Linked DNA regions of Sus scrofa: regions 2 and 3 are each linked to region 1. A link is a contact called in public HiChIP or PLAC-seq data. All regions are on one chromosome and are shown on one strand. Each heading gives the region's core, a stretch centred on a gene start, on an enhancer-like site or on the middle of the called end of the contact. The rest is flanking DNA. Distances are from core to core; before and after follow the strand shown.

What was found. HiChIP or PLAC-seq counts read pairs in DNA pulled down with a chosen protein or histone mark.
Region 2: a contact with region 1 is called in an H3K27ac HiChIP or PLAC-seq map of alveolar macrophages. The contact joins the promoter of CBLL1 here to the promoter of PNPLA8 in region 1. A contact is called at or near these places in 1 of 5 promoter capture datasets (liver) and 2 of 2 datasets of contacts at active chromatin or transcription factors (alveolar macrophages and skeletal muscle).
Region 3: an H3K27ac HiChIP or PLAC-seq map of alveolar macrophages shows a contact between it and region 1. The contact joins the promoter of DLD here to the promoter of PNPLA8 in region 1. A contact is called at or near these places in 2 of 5 promoter capture datasets (fetal skeletal muscle and liver), 1 of 47 Hi-C or Micro-C datasets (embryonic fibroblasts) and 2 of 2 datasets of contacts at active chromatin or transcription factors (alveolar macrophages and skeletal muscle).

The regions. Positions count from the first base shown.
Region 1 is chr9:108,318,347-108,322,837 of Sscrofa11.1, forward strand. It overlaps PNPLA8 (calcium-independent phospholipase A2-gamma), which reads right to left and starts at 2,228. Exons shown (of 10, transcript XM_021063575.1): 1 at 1,782-2,228.
Region 2 is chr9:107,453,945-107,458,435 of Sscrofa11.1, forward strand. CBLL1 (E3 ubiquitin-protein ligase Hakai) reads left to right here and starts at 2,317. Exons shown (of 6, transcript XM_003357515.4): 1 at 2,317-2,690. The coding sequence starts at 2,678.
Region 3 is chr9:107,639,616-107,644,106 of Sscrofa11.1, forward strand. It overlaps DLD (dihydrolipoamide dehydrogenase), which reads left to right and starts at 2,514. Exons shown (of 14, transcript NM_214062.1): 1 at 2,514-2,615; 2 at 4,098-4,176. The coding sequence starts at 2,577.

The DNA of each region.
Region 1 (4,491 bases), core at 978-3,477:
GTAACTGGGAAGGGGGCCAATTTAATAAAAATCCCTCGGATTTACAGGATGAAGTGACAGTGGGATATTCAAATGGAGATGTACTAGAGGAACACAGACTGTGTATGTTTGGACTTATTATCACAGTGACAGTTACAACCATAAGACTGGATTCACCAAAGAAGGGTGTACAGTAATACCTCCTGAGAATCTGGGGATCACAGACTTGATTAAAGCTCCTCTTCCTTGAAAAATGGTTATTTGCATATAAACACCAAGACTTTTCAGGAGATTCATGGAACTCCTAAAGTATTCCTTGGGTTTCAAATTTTAAAATTCTGGGGTACACAGAACAAGGGTAGAGCCTTGACTGCCATTCAAAGTTAGGAAGAGGTAGGCCCCCGAGGAAACAAAAAAACACAGGAGAAAAGATATCCAGAAAAATTCAGTGTGATGGAAGCATGCTCTAAAATGTAACGGATAATGGACGAAGTAAAATATAAGACACAGGAAAGAAAGGTCAGAACTATGACCTTTTCACAAATGTATGTTGCACAAGCCAAGCGGTATGTACCCTTCAGCAGAAACTTCTGTCATTATTACTAAGCAAGAAAACAACTCAAAGTATGAGATGTGACTTGATTAACTTTATACTTGAAGGGAGTAACTATATAAACTAGTGAAACTGATCTTTTCATCCAGCCTCACTTGTTAATAGGACACTGCTTTCAAGATTTTAATTTAGATCTGATAGAGAAAACAAGATCAACGTTGAGAAAAGGTTTAATAAAAATTACGAAATAAGATCGTGTTCTTATATTCCAAGTACAACTAATCTGCAGAAGCAATTTAACAAAATAACTACAATGAGCATGAAACACCTGCCTCATAAGAGGCAGAAAACGTGGTTCACAGGGTAATATATTTAAAAAAAAAAAAAAAACCTCTCAAATTAAAAAATTCTTACTATTTCACTGTCTTAGCATTTTCCCAGTACACTAAAACATACTTTTTGTCGTGGAAATCTCAGTAACTGGGACTGTAGATCAGGATGTATCTGTGACTAGTAGTAAAAACACCGCTTTAAATAGGATTATAGAATAGTTCCTCATACCACGACTCTTCTAAGTCCTTCCTAGGTGTCAACACTTTTTAAAGTTATTACTGCATTAGGCGTAGAAACCAGGTTCCTCCCAGCATGACGACAGACATGACAATGACGGGAAGAACGGCAACACAATGATTCACAAACTTCACCTTTTTAAAACACACACTTGAAGCTGCTTAAGCCACAGCAGTCGCGGATAGAGTTCCGTTTCAAAGAAAGTGCCGATAAATAAAAACATGGAGCAGCCGATTCATCCGGTGCACTGACAGTCCAAAATGATGCAGAATAGGGAAACCGTTTTGACAGTCACCGGGGAACTGCTGGAGAACCCTACCGTCCACGGGAAGCCAAAAGGACTCGGAGAAACTAGGCAGGGAGTCGTGGGGGTGGGACAGGAAGCGCGGGGCGGGACCAGAAAAACCAAAACAGTCTGCGCCTCTGGACCAGCAAAGCAGCACAGGGGCACAGCAGGTGGAGAGCATCTCGCACCACCCAGTCCTGGGAGCTGGGGGCCCCTCCGCCTTAGGGAGCCTGGGTTCTGGGACCTCCTCAGAGCCGGGCGTCTCCCCGCGCTCTTGCTCTGGATGCGCCCTCGGAAAAGAGATAAGACCTGGAGGGCCAGACGAGTGGCCAGGGCGCCCGGGCTGCCATCTCCCTTAGCCTATCATCCCGCCGGCCCGCAGGGACCACTTACCCGGACGCAGGCCGCAATTACTTCGGCGGCAGTGGTGTCGCGCCTCTTCCCGGCACCGGCGTCCTCTCCGCCGGCCCGCATCAGTTGAGCCAACACAAACAGGGAGCAGCAGCCGGGTCACCCCCCCGCCCAGCTCCGTCCCGCCCCAGCGGAAGTGACGCACGGGCAGCCCGTGCCTACTCGCCAGCCGGGGAGGAGCTCCTCTGCTTACTGGGGCCTCTGGCAGCCTGTCAGTTGTCGCTCCGCCCCCTCCCCAGACATGCGCAATAGAGCACTGCTGAGCGCTGGGCGGGAGGCGTGCTTGCGTGCACGCGTCTGCTCGCATCTGGGAGAGGTGCCGCTTGGCGGCAGGCGAGGGTAGTGTGCGTTGCTTCGCGTGCTTCTTTGCAGGCTTCCATCCTCAGTCCTCAGAGCCTCCATCTCCGTGTCTCTGAAAGCGCCCTCAGCGCTCTGTCCTTTCCTAAGGGTTTCCGTCGTCACCAGCCATCTGGAAGGTGATGAGTGACAGGGGCAGGGTCCTTATCGCTCTGGGCTCTCACGATATCTAGGCTTGGCTACTGGTCGCTGGAAAGCGCTTTCACATACATTATCCTATTGGAAATTAGCCTGTGAAGCTTGCTGGGTTTTTTTCTCCCCCAAAAAGGTCCCACGCCTAACTTATTTTGTGAGTCCTGATGTTTTATGTATACCAAGTCTGTAAACTACCTAAGTTCAGTGGGCAAATCCTACCAAATGTCCGTTTTTGTAGTCTGTAAGCTAGGAATGGTTTTTACATTTTTCAGTGGTTAGAAAATAAAAATAAAAGACTGTTTTGGGATACATGACAATGACACGAAATTCAGATTTCGCTGTCCTTTAAAAAAAGGGTTTTTTTTGTTTTTGTTTTTTTTTTTTTTAGAGCATAGCCATGGCTACTTCTTTATATGTCAAGAAGCTTTCATGCTACAGCAGAAATTTTGGGTAGTTACGATAGTTTCCTTTAAGTTGAGATTAGAAAACCTAGAAAAGCAGTCTTTACTAGACCGTAACCTCAAAATGTTACCAAAGCAAATTCTTTTTTCTAGGCCTGCCATGTCCGAGTGTTAATGCTTTAGCCCCTTGTAAGATTATTGTTAAGTGTTTAAGGAAGAAATTGTGTGATTTATACTTTTTTTTTTTTTGTCTTTTGTCTTTTTGTCTTTTGTTGTTTGTTGTTGTTGTTGCTATTTCTTGGGCCGCTCCCGCGGCATATGGAGGTTCCCAGGCTAGGGGTCGAATCGGAGCTGTAGCCACCGGCCTACGCCAGAGGCACAGCAACGCAGGATCCGAGCCGCGTCTGCAACCTACACCACAGCTCATGGCAACGCCGGATCGTTAACCCACTGAGCAAGGGCAGGGACCGAACCCGCAACCTCATGGTTCCTAGTCGGATTCGTTAACCACTGCGCCACAACGGGAACTCCACTTTTTTTTTTTTTAAATTAAGGCAAGGGCGCCAGCTTGTTAGGATCTTGGGGCACAAATGGCTGGATTGTGTACATCATAATCCCTGATATGCCCCTGCAGTGAATGATCTAGACATGTTGTGTAGCCATACAATAGTTAAAAGGTGTAGGCACAAATTAAACTTTGGAGGTATATGGAAGTAACTAATTCTAGACAGATGTTTCTCCTCATTGTTAAAGAAAAAAAATTCTACTTGTTAACAATAGGGAAGACTTCACTCAAGACTATTCCAAAAGTGTCAAGACTTTCATAACTGGGGAGAGATTGGGCTCAACTACCAATACAACAGAGACATCTGGAGATGTAGAGCCAAGAAGCAGAGTGAGAGGGGCCGGTGAATGGAAAATTACTAAGAGGGGACACAAAGGGTAGGGGTGATTCTTGGCATGACCACTTAACAGGATTCTTGGCAAAGACTCACCAGTGTGATCAGATATCAAGGATAAGGGATGAAGAATCTGATCAGATTTCAAGGGTGACAGGTGAAGAATTTGACCTGATATTGAAAGTAATCAGATATCATTAGTGAGAGAATTCTCTCTAACTCAGCAGAATTCTTGCTAAAATTGAACTTTGCAGGTCAAAGCCAGGGCCTGGGCAGGAAGTCTTGATAAAAGAGGGCTCAGAGAAACCAAAAGTTTGGTCAACAAGTCTTTGTCACCATGCAACTATCCACCCACCCCACCCCTACCCCTTGTTTCTTTTTTTCCTTTATTTCCTAATTTAGTCAGACTTTGTCAAATATCTAGATTTTTCTCCCTTGTCCGAAGTTTTCCAAAAACTCTCAAGTCCTCCTTTTCCTTTGCCCTTCCCTTTGGTCCCCTGACACCATACTTTTAACCATCCTGATGTCGGATGATTCTTGCTGCAAAGTCTTTCCATTTCTTCACATCCCTGTTTCCACTGCTTTAGTTTAGGTTCTCATCCTTGAAACTCAATCTAAACTGGTTTTTCAGTCTGTAACAACCTCTGACCCAGAGTTATTCACTTCTGTGTTGCCAAGGTAAACTTTCTAAAGTCTAAGTCCAATCACATGATTCCCCGATTAAAAACTTTATGCTGGCACTTCATCTCCATAGAGTAGAATGCATGGTGTGGAAGGCTTCAATCCTGCCAAGCTTCCAGCCTTAATTTCCAGCCACTTGCCTCTTGCTCTTTACCCTAAATACCTTTTGCCTTTTCCTACTTCAGTGCTTTTGCTTATGCCTCCTTCAAAACCAGAGAA
Region 2 (4,491 bases), core at 1,067-3,566, 860 kb before region 1:
CTCCAGGGTAGACATTTGCTACTAGTCTCTTATTTACCCCTCCTTTTTTTTTTTTTTTTTTTTGGCTTTTTAGGGCTGCACCTGAGGCATATGGAGGTTCCCAGGCCAGGGGTGGAACTGGAGCTGTAGCTGCCGGCCTACACCATACCCACAGCAATGCGGGATCCAAGCTGCATATGTGACCTACACCACAGCTCACGGCAACACCAGATCCCTAACCCACTGATGGAGGACAGGTATTGAACTCGTGTCCTTATGGATACTAGTCAGATTCGTTACTGCTAAGCCACAATTGGAATTCCGTACATACTTCTTGAGGCAGGTGATAGGTACAACTAGCCTCTTATTTGCATCTCCTGAGGCAGGAGATAGGTGGGCTCCAGCACCAGCATTTATAGCCAGCCACCTATCTACATATACTTCAAGACAGAAATAACAATAGGCACAAGGCAAATAACTGGTACTTGTCTTCTGTGAACTTGTTAAGCAAACGGTAATAACAGGATCAAAAGAGGGGGCTGGGCCCTGCTTGGACAAAAGACCAAGAGGGCACATACTCCCCATCCTCAGAGTCAGGGAGACCCCTCTGGGTCAGAAAGGGAAAGGGGTACCAGGCTATAATTAGTTTAGATAACCTCATCATGCCTTGCTTTGGAATCCATCTTTCCAAAAGATGCACACCCAGATCAGGGGAGGGCCCTGGGTCTGATCAGGTGTGAAAGATAAAAAAAGATAATTGGGCAAAGGCAGAACTGCCCATATAAGTGGTTTAAATCACCTCTCTGGCAAGCTCCTCATTCAGGGACAGCCACACCCTCACTCTTTGGGTGTGTATTATAACTTTACCTCTGCCTGAGATAAATTAATTCTCAGAGTTTCTACTGTGGCACAGCAGAACGAATCCTGACTAGTATCCTTGAGGATATGGGTTGGATTCATGGCCTTGCTCAGTGGGTGGGGGAGCTGGTGTTGCCTTGAGCTGCAGTCTAGGTCACAGATGAGGCTTGGATCCTGCGTTTGTGGTGTAGTCTGGCACCTATAGCTCTGAATCAACCCCAGCCTGGGAACTTCCATGTGCTGCCAGTGTGGCCTTAAAAAAAAAAAAAAAAAAAAAAAAATTCTGTGTGCTCTCCCACATGTTGTACTGTTTCCAACAATAAACTTTATACCTTTAAAATCTCTGCTTTCAACAAGGAGCAAGAATCAGGGCAATTCTGCTTTCAGCCTCTGCTAGTCTAGTGGCTGGGATTCCCGGTTTTCATCCAGGCTGCCCAGGTTCAATTCCTGAGCGGAGAATTAAAGATTTTGCTCCAAGCCATCACTCACTGCTGTCTCCATGAGATCAAAAGTACTTCTCTAAAAGATCAATACGATAATCTCTGATCTAGGAACTCTGGCATTGAAAGCCTGAATAACACGAGGTAATGCTGTCGTCACCCAGAGACAACAAGAATAGAACCCAAATCCCTGGACTCCCAGCTTGTGTTTTCCACTAATTGCACTCCTTTCTACTCATCCAAGACCGTCAAGTGTGAAAGGGTGGAGAAGGGAGTGAACACAGATGCGCCAGGGCCTGGAAGTGGAGACCCAACTGAAGGCCCTCAGGAATCCCTCTTGGGCACCTGCCTTTTGTTTCAGCTGAGGACGATGAAAGCGGCAGCAACCACGAACCCCCGGGACCAAGAACTGGAACTAGGTACTGCCCATGCTGCTATCTCTTCCTCATTTAAGCCTTTCCTCTTTCACCTCTCCCCTACGGCCAGCCCTAACATGCTCTCCTCACCCTCAGCTCCACCATGCACTTGAGTCCCCGCTTTCCTCTAACAAGAAGCGGCTGCATGGCACCTGCCCTCCAGCTGGCCCTGCATCCAGTCCTTAGGCGGGATGTTCGGAGGGATCCTAGCCCCACAAGCGTTCTGCCTAGAAAATGAATGCTCATCAAGCGTTAGAAATGGGTGGGAATCAGGGCTGATACTCAAGTCAGCTCTGCGTGGATCTCTGCAGTTCTTCACGACAAAGCAAAATGTAGACAGTAAGCATAGAGCCTTTCTTGCTTTGCTGAGAGCCTCACACAGCTCCACCTTCCCCCGGGCATCCTCCCACTGGAGAACGCCTTGCGCAGAGCTCGTGTTTACAGTTTTCCTGGCCGTGGGGGAGGAGACCTCCGCTCGCGGACTCAGGGGGATTCCAAACCGTTACTCCGCCCGCCGGGGTGGGGCCAGCCTAACGGCCGAGCCTGCGCAGTGGGCCCGGCCGGCTCCAGTGTCGCGGCGCACTACATATCCCAGAAGGCAAAGCTCTGCGGAGCGGGCGGCCGCTTTACCTGCCGCGAGCTTAGTTCTGTGGCTACTGCTGCTCCCCTCCTCCTAGGTTCCGGTCGGTCTCCATTCCACAGTTAAAGGCTACTCCCTCTTGAAGCACATGAGAGGAAGCTTTAGCAGTCTCGACAGTGTAGCCTTTCGCGTACTCGCTCTTTCTCTCTCGCTCTGCCTGAACTATGCCTGACTCTCTCACCGGAGTCGGCTAGCCAAGGAGAGAGGAAGACGTCTTTAAGGGCCCCAGCCTGGGCGAGCTGGTCGCACTTCCGCCTCTCGGGCTCCGGAAGGTAGCGCGCACGCGCTCCCTGCGACTCCGGCGCCGTTGACTTCCGCTCCCACTGTGCCCCGCGAGCCGAATCATGGATCACACTGGTAAGGAGGCGGAGGCAGTGGGGGTCCCGGTTCCATGCCCCCTTGGCCGGCCTGGGACTGGTCGCCCAGCCGGCATAGAGGGGTTACGCTCGCCCCACAGCACTGAGGTGTCGCGGGGAAAAAGAAATCTCACAGACCCTTTTCCGTGTCCGGCCAGGGCCTGCTACTTCCCGGCCTACCCTCCGGTGTGGTACCTACAGCCTCAGTGCCGGCAACAGCCGTTCCTTTTCTGTTTCTGCTAAGCTCCGAGCTGGGACAGCGGGCGGCGCAGGCCACGCGGGGAGGAGAGAGCGCCGGCTCTTTTTTTCCTCATTCTGGGTGCCGTGCCCTACGTTATGGGGACTGGCGGGTAGATTCCAATCTCGGAGTCGGGGAAGCCTCATTGAACTGGGAGTCGTTGCGCGAGAGTGGATTGGAGACTTCCTGCTGTCTCAGTCAGCTTTGGGCGGGTGCTGCGGTGGTCACCGCTTGGTCTTTCATGGACTAGAGGTGGGAGAAGGGAGTCGGATATGGTTTTCGGAATCATACCGGGAGCAGCTTTTCTGCTTAAGCCAAAAGCGTGCCCCGCTCTTCGGCTGTGGTCCTTAACCATCAATCTTGAGCTTAAAATCAAGATACTCTCATCCTTTTCTCCAAGTAAGAATGGCTCCACTCTTTGTTGTGTGTCTTTTGGCTTTTGCTTCCTTGTGTTTTTTGGATATTGAATGAGTACCTTTGGAGTTAGACACTGCTCCGTATGGTTATATCTAGGCTTAGAGAAGGCTTTTTCCAGTATTAACTATTAGTCGGGATGTCCTCTGTCATCAGCTACCTACTTAATTTTGTACGTGTATCTTACACACACTCTTCAAGGCCTGAAGATGGAATGGTAAACAAGATACACTGAGTCTATGTTCTTTTTGAGGTTAGGTACTGTTGGGAAAGACATAATAAGTTTTAAAAAAAAAAACCCAAAACTTAAATATTTACAGATTATGATTGCTTTAAAGAAAATAAATGGGTGCCATGGTAAAGACTACTAGGAGGAAGCTCCAGGGAGAGTCAGGAAAGATCTTTTTGGAAAAGTAACATTTGTAAGCTGAAATCTGATGGACGAGAAGAATCCCTCATGGAATAAATCAGGTGGAAAGAATTTACCGAAAGTAAGACTCTGAGGTGGGAAAATGTAGGAAAGAACAATCAGCTGCACCTTAGTTAGCAAGAGGGAAGGAACGCCAAGACGAGATTGGAAAGGAAGGCAGGAGTGAGATGGTGAAAGACTTTGAAGTCCATGGTAAACACTTGAATTTTAAGTGCAGTATGAAGCCACTGAACAGAAATAGAGGGGTAACAATCTCTTTGTAAAAACATAATAGGTTCTCTGGAGAATGGTGTAAGAGAAGGAGGCAAGAAAAGAAAATAGAAAACTTAGGGGGTGAGTGCAGTACACCAAAAGGGAGGCTTGGTTTAGTGAAAAGAAGAGTGGGCAGATGCAGTAAATCTTTTAGTGGTAGAACTAAAACATGCACTGGTGGATTTCTTTGGAGGTATGTAAGAGAAAGGAGACATGCCTTGGTTTCTGTTTTGAATAGTTAGGTAGTGCCCATTACTGGAAAACAGAGTACCAGATGTGTATTGAGACATACAAGATGTTAAGTAGAGGTGAGAGAAAGTTGGGGATTTAGTACCGCATAGCTGTTATTTTAAGGCATGGGGATGGATAAGATCACTTCAGGAACAGGAATACAGAAGAGAAGAGGACCTAGAACCAGACTCTATGGAACTCTAGTGTTTGAAAATTTTATAGAATCAAAACTCTGGG
Region 3 (4,491 bases), core at 1,264-3,763, 680 kb before region 1:
CTCTACAGAGTGAGCCATCTTTAGACAGCTCCCTCGCACTCTCCCTCACAAGCTCCTTTTATTTTTTTAATTTATTTTTTTCCTTGTTTGGCTGCTCCTCAGCATTTGGAGTTCCTGGGACAGGGATCAGATCCAAGCCACAATTGCAACCTAAGCCATAGGTGTGGCAACACTGGATCCCTTAACCCATTGTGCCAAGCTGGTATCAAACCTGCATCCCAGTGCTCCCAAGATGCTGTCAATCCCACTTTGTCCCAGCGGGAACTCCCCTCATAAGTTCCTTTTAAAGTGCTGTCCTTTAAAATAGGATAAAATCGTAAATTCATCTATTACCTAAAGTGTCAACCACTATCCATGTGCCAGACAACTCTGAAGTACATGTCTACAGTTTTTAAGTTCTAGAGGATCTCAACAGGGTTGTCTAGCTGGCATCTCAGATTCAGACAATTTAACTCATTATCTTCTTCCCAAAGCTGTTCTTCCTCCTATTTCTGTACTGCCTGCCTATTTCTGTGTCAATTTCACTACCCACCTTGCCATTTAAGGTGGAAACTTTGGAGCCATTGTCAGTGTGACCTTCACTCGTTCTCACATTCAGAATTGATAGAACTTGGGGATTGTAGCAGACCTTACTGGTGTCTCACCTGAATCCTTTTAGTACTCACTTTTCCTTTCCATGCTCACCCAAAGCCTTCTTAGTGGAAGCACCATGGATTCTTTGCCTGAGAGCTTTCTCTGCTTGTTGGTGCTCACTCAGCCCACATATGGAGCAGGTCAGAAGAGTCAGGGAATTAAAATCCCTAGGAGCAGTTCCCAACCAATGACTGATGGAAGTTGCTGGTATATTTTGGGTAGGGCAACTCTGAAGCATGTTCAATGCTCTCTTCTAGAGGTCTCCAGTGAGACCCAACTGCTCACAGTGGTAATCTACTCATTAATGTAACTGAAATCATTTCCATCTCTTTCCCATTCCCTGCTGAAGCTTTCTTGGATCATCTGTCCAACAAACTCATTTCACTCCAGGTCTGCTTCTGGATGCAGTCAACTAAAACAGTGACCCTTTAGATACTGAGATAAAGAAAAGAGCTAAAAATGGCTATAGGAGTTCCCATCTGTGGCTCAGCAGTTAACAAACCCAGCAAGCATCCATGAGGAGGCAGGTTCAGTCCCTGGCTTTGCCCAGTGGGTTAAGGATCTGGCATTGCTGTGGCTGTGGTGTAGGCCATCAACTACAGCTCCAGTTGGGACCCTAGCCTGGGAACCTCCACATGCCGTGGGTACAGCCCTAAAAAGACTGAAAAAAAAGAATGACTATAACATTTTGTATTATGTATGACTGGCATTTGGAGGCATCATGAATCATAAAGGAGCAAATATGTATTTAATGTATTAGATATTAGGTAGTTAAAATTGAGATGGTGGCAGGACCACCCACTTGTATGTGTTCAGTAGACAGCTGAAAATATGGAATTGGAGACCAGGAGAGAAGTAGAGACAGGAGCTAAGGATATAAGAGTTATCAGTGTATGTCTGTGGGTGCTAAAACCATGAAAATGGTTTAGATGGCCAAAATACTTATGTATAGAGGAAAACACAGGGAAAATGGATATTGAATGACAAGTAGTAGCCTCTGTAGCAAACACTAAAGATCATTATCTTTTCCCCTAAAGCAGCTTAACTAGGTAGGGAGTAATTTCTAATTAGTATTTAAATTCACAGAGCCCGGAATAGCGCCTGGGCAGTAAACTTTCAAGACAGAGTTAAATTTTATCCCATGTATAGTTATGGCAAAGCAAAAATCAGACTTTAGGTTTCTGTGCTCAGCCTTGAAGACAATATTTTTCCATTGTCTCATGTGAGAACCTGTAACCTCATCCACCACCCCACCCATTCTTATTTGCTCTGACAAGGAGATGTGTCTCCCAACTGAGGCGGCAGGGAAAAGTGTGTTTTCTACGTATTGCCAGGTAGTTTACTTAGAGCAGAATGCTGGTGATACCAAAGTATGTGACCCCATCTTTTATATGGCCTTTGATCTACAGGAGGAATTATAAAGCAGGAATTAGGATGAAAAGCTTTGACCTCAGGGCTGCAGTTACCGGTCCCCTGTGAGACCTTGAGGGTATTGTTTAATCTTTCAGGCCCTCATCTAAGAAGTGGAAATACTAGTAATCCTTCATATAGTTAAGGACAAAAGTGAGATAAGGCCCGGACAATGTTGAGATTCCTCAGCCTAACACAACAAAGAACCTGTGAAGCTTTACTTTCTGCACCGTGCATTAAGCAAACCTTAGCTTTAGTTACTCCACTTTCCAAAAACAAGCGCACTCTGTAACCCCCAGCACTCTTTTATCCCTAAAATGGTCCCTCATTCCCTGCTACCACAAAGCACTATGCTCCTTACGACAGTGTACGACGTTGAGCCGGACGGCACCCCCCTCGCGGGCCAATCGCGCTGCTCCGGACCGATAACGTAGGCGCGCTCGTGCATGCGCAGGCCGGGAAGACCTTGGCGAGTCGGCGGAGGTGCTTAGCGGAGGTGAAGGAGTTGGCGCAAAGGCCAATACAGCGGCAAGATGCAAAGCTGGAGTCGTGTATACTGTACCTTGGCCAAGGTGAGGACCGACTGGGTAGGTTCGTGATGAGCCAGAGGTGCAGAGAGGCCCGGTGACGCGGTCCCGAACGCTACCTAAGTGGTGGGTGTGGGAGCGGCAGGCGGCCGGGCCGAGACCACCAGCGGTTCCGCCCCTGAACCGGCATAGTCCGGACGGAGGCTGGGAAGCAAAGGCCCGGGCTGTGGGGAGGCCCTTTCAGTTGTGTGGTGGTCAGCAGTTGCACATGGTCACCTCCCAAGCCCCCAGCTGGCCTATGGGATCTTGGGACGGCGGGGAGTATGTGTCGCCTTAGCACCTTTTGGTTAACTCTTAGTACCTTTTCCTAATCCTGGCTCTTGAGTGGCTTTTGTGCAGTGGGCAGGTAACTTTGGGGTTACCGCTTGAAAGAACCAGACCGGGTCAGCCCCCAGCGGGTAGCTCTAGGAATTCCTCAAAGATACCTTCAGTGCCTGCTGCTTTAAGCTAACGTCTATTGGCTTTTTTCGTAGAAGCATTTATATTTTATTATAGGAGTTATGGTCAATATAGCTTTCCCTTTTCATCTGTGTACCAAATACAGCCAGACGGTACATATGTGGAATCGTGGCCGAATACTATATTGATGGAGACTTTAAAAGTTATGCAGCGATCAAACTCCTTTGTCTTTGTTTCAAAGATGAGTAGCATGTGTGCCCCAAAGTTAATGTAACGTGTGTCAGAGTTTATACTTTGAGAGGCAGAGCTGGGGCTAAAACTCAGGATTGCTATTTAGTCACTTGTTCTTTGTCCTCTGTAGGGACCTCAGGTGCAAGAATTGCCTTGGAATAGACAACATTACTAGATCGGTGTAGGTTTTGTCACTGCCTCCTATCTACGTGCTGTCGTAGGAGCCATTTGCTGTGTTTTTTTGTGCCTCATCATTCTTAGGAGATAGTAGCCATCCGTATTTAGAGGTTGTGGAGATTGAGATCCAGTTTGGAGAACTGTAATAGCTCTTGAATATGAGTACATTAGTGCATTTTCCTAAGGCATCTTGTCTCATTTTCTATTCCTGGTGGGCAGTTCAGGAATATCTTCATAGACTTTACATGGTAGATTTGAGTTAGTAAACGATAGTTACATATCAAAGGATTGTCGTAATGCAGATTATTCAAGTACTTAAGCTGCAACTTTAAAAACTTTAATTATGACATTAAAATGATTCGTGGCACTAAAAATTAGCCATGCTTTCTGAGAATTCAATAAAGTGTAACACCATTGAGTAACATATTTGAATTAGGTTAAATGTGAGACGGTTTGTTGAATATTCATAGTAAAAAGTATGGCAAGCTGATTGTTGTTACAGAAGGGGAGAAATTGATATGTAATTTCTGTGTGGCAGTGGAAGATAAATTAGTAATCGTTGCTTGATATATTTGCCCAAATTCATTGTTTTCACGGACCTTCAGTAGTTTCTGTTTTGAATTCCTGTTTTACACAATAGGAATATTTTTTTTCTTTCAGAGGGGCCATTTTAATCGAATAGCTCATGGTCTGCAAGGAGTTTCTGCAGTGCCGCTGAGAACTTATGCAGATCAACCAAGTAAGTACTTAGAAAAATAGGTTTTCCTCAAATTAGTTCATATTTCCTTTGTGTTTCAGTGTAAAAGCAAGTGAATATTCAAGTAATAATAATCAGTCATAGGACTCATTTGTTCTTATATTTATTAACTTAAATGTTTATTGAGCACCTACTGTGTTCCAGGTAGTAAACTAGGCAAAGCCCTAGTATTATGCAGTTTATGGTCTGGTGATAAAAGACGAATGGTACACACATAGGGAAAAATTTGGGGAAGGGATTGAAAATCACGTAGTTGGTGATTATGAGGAAAGGCGACTGACTGTTTTGTCAGGACTT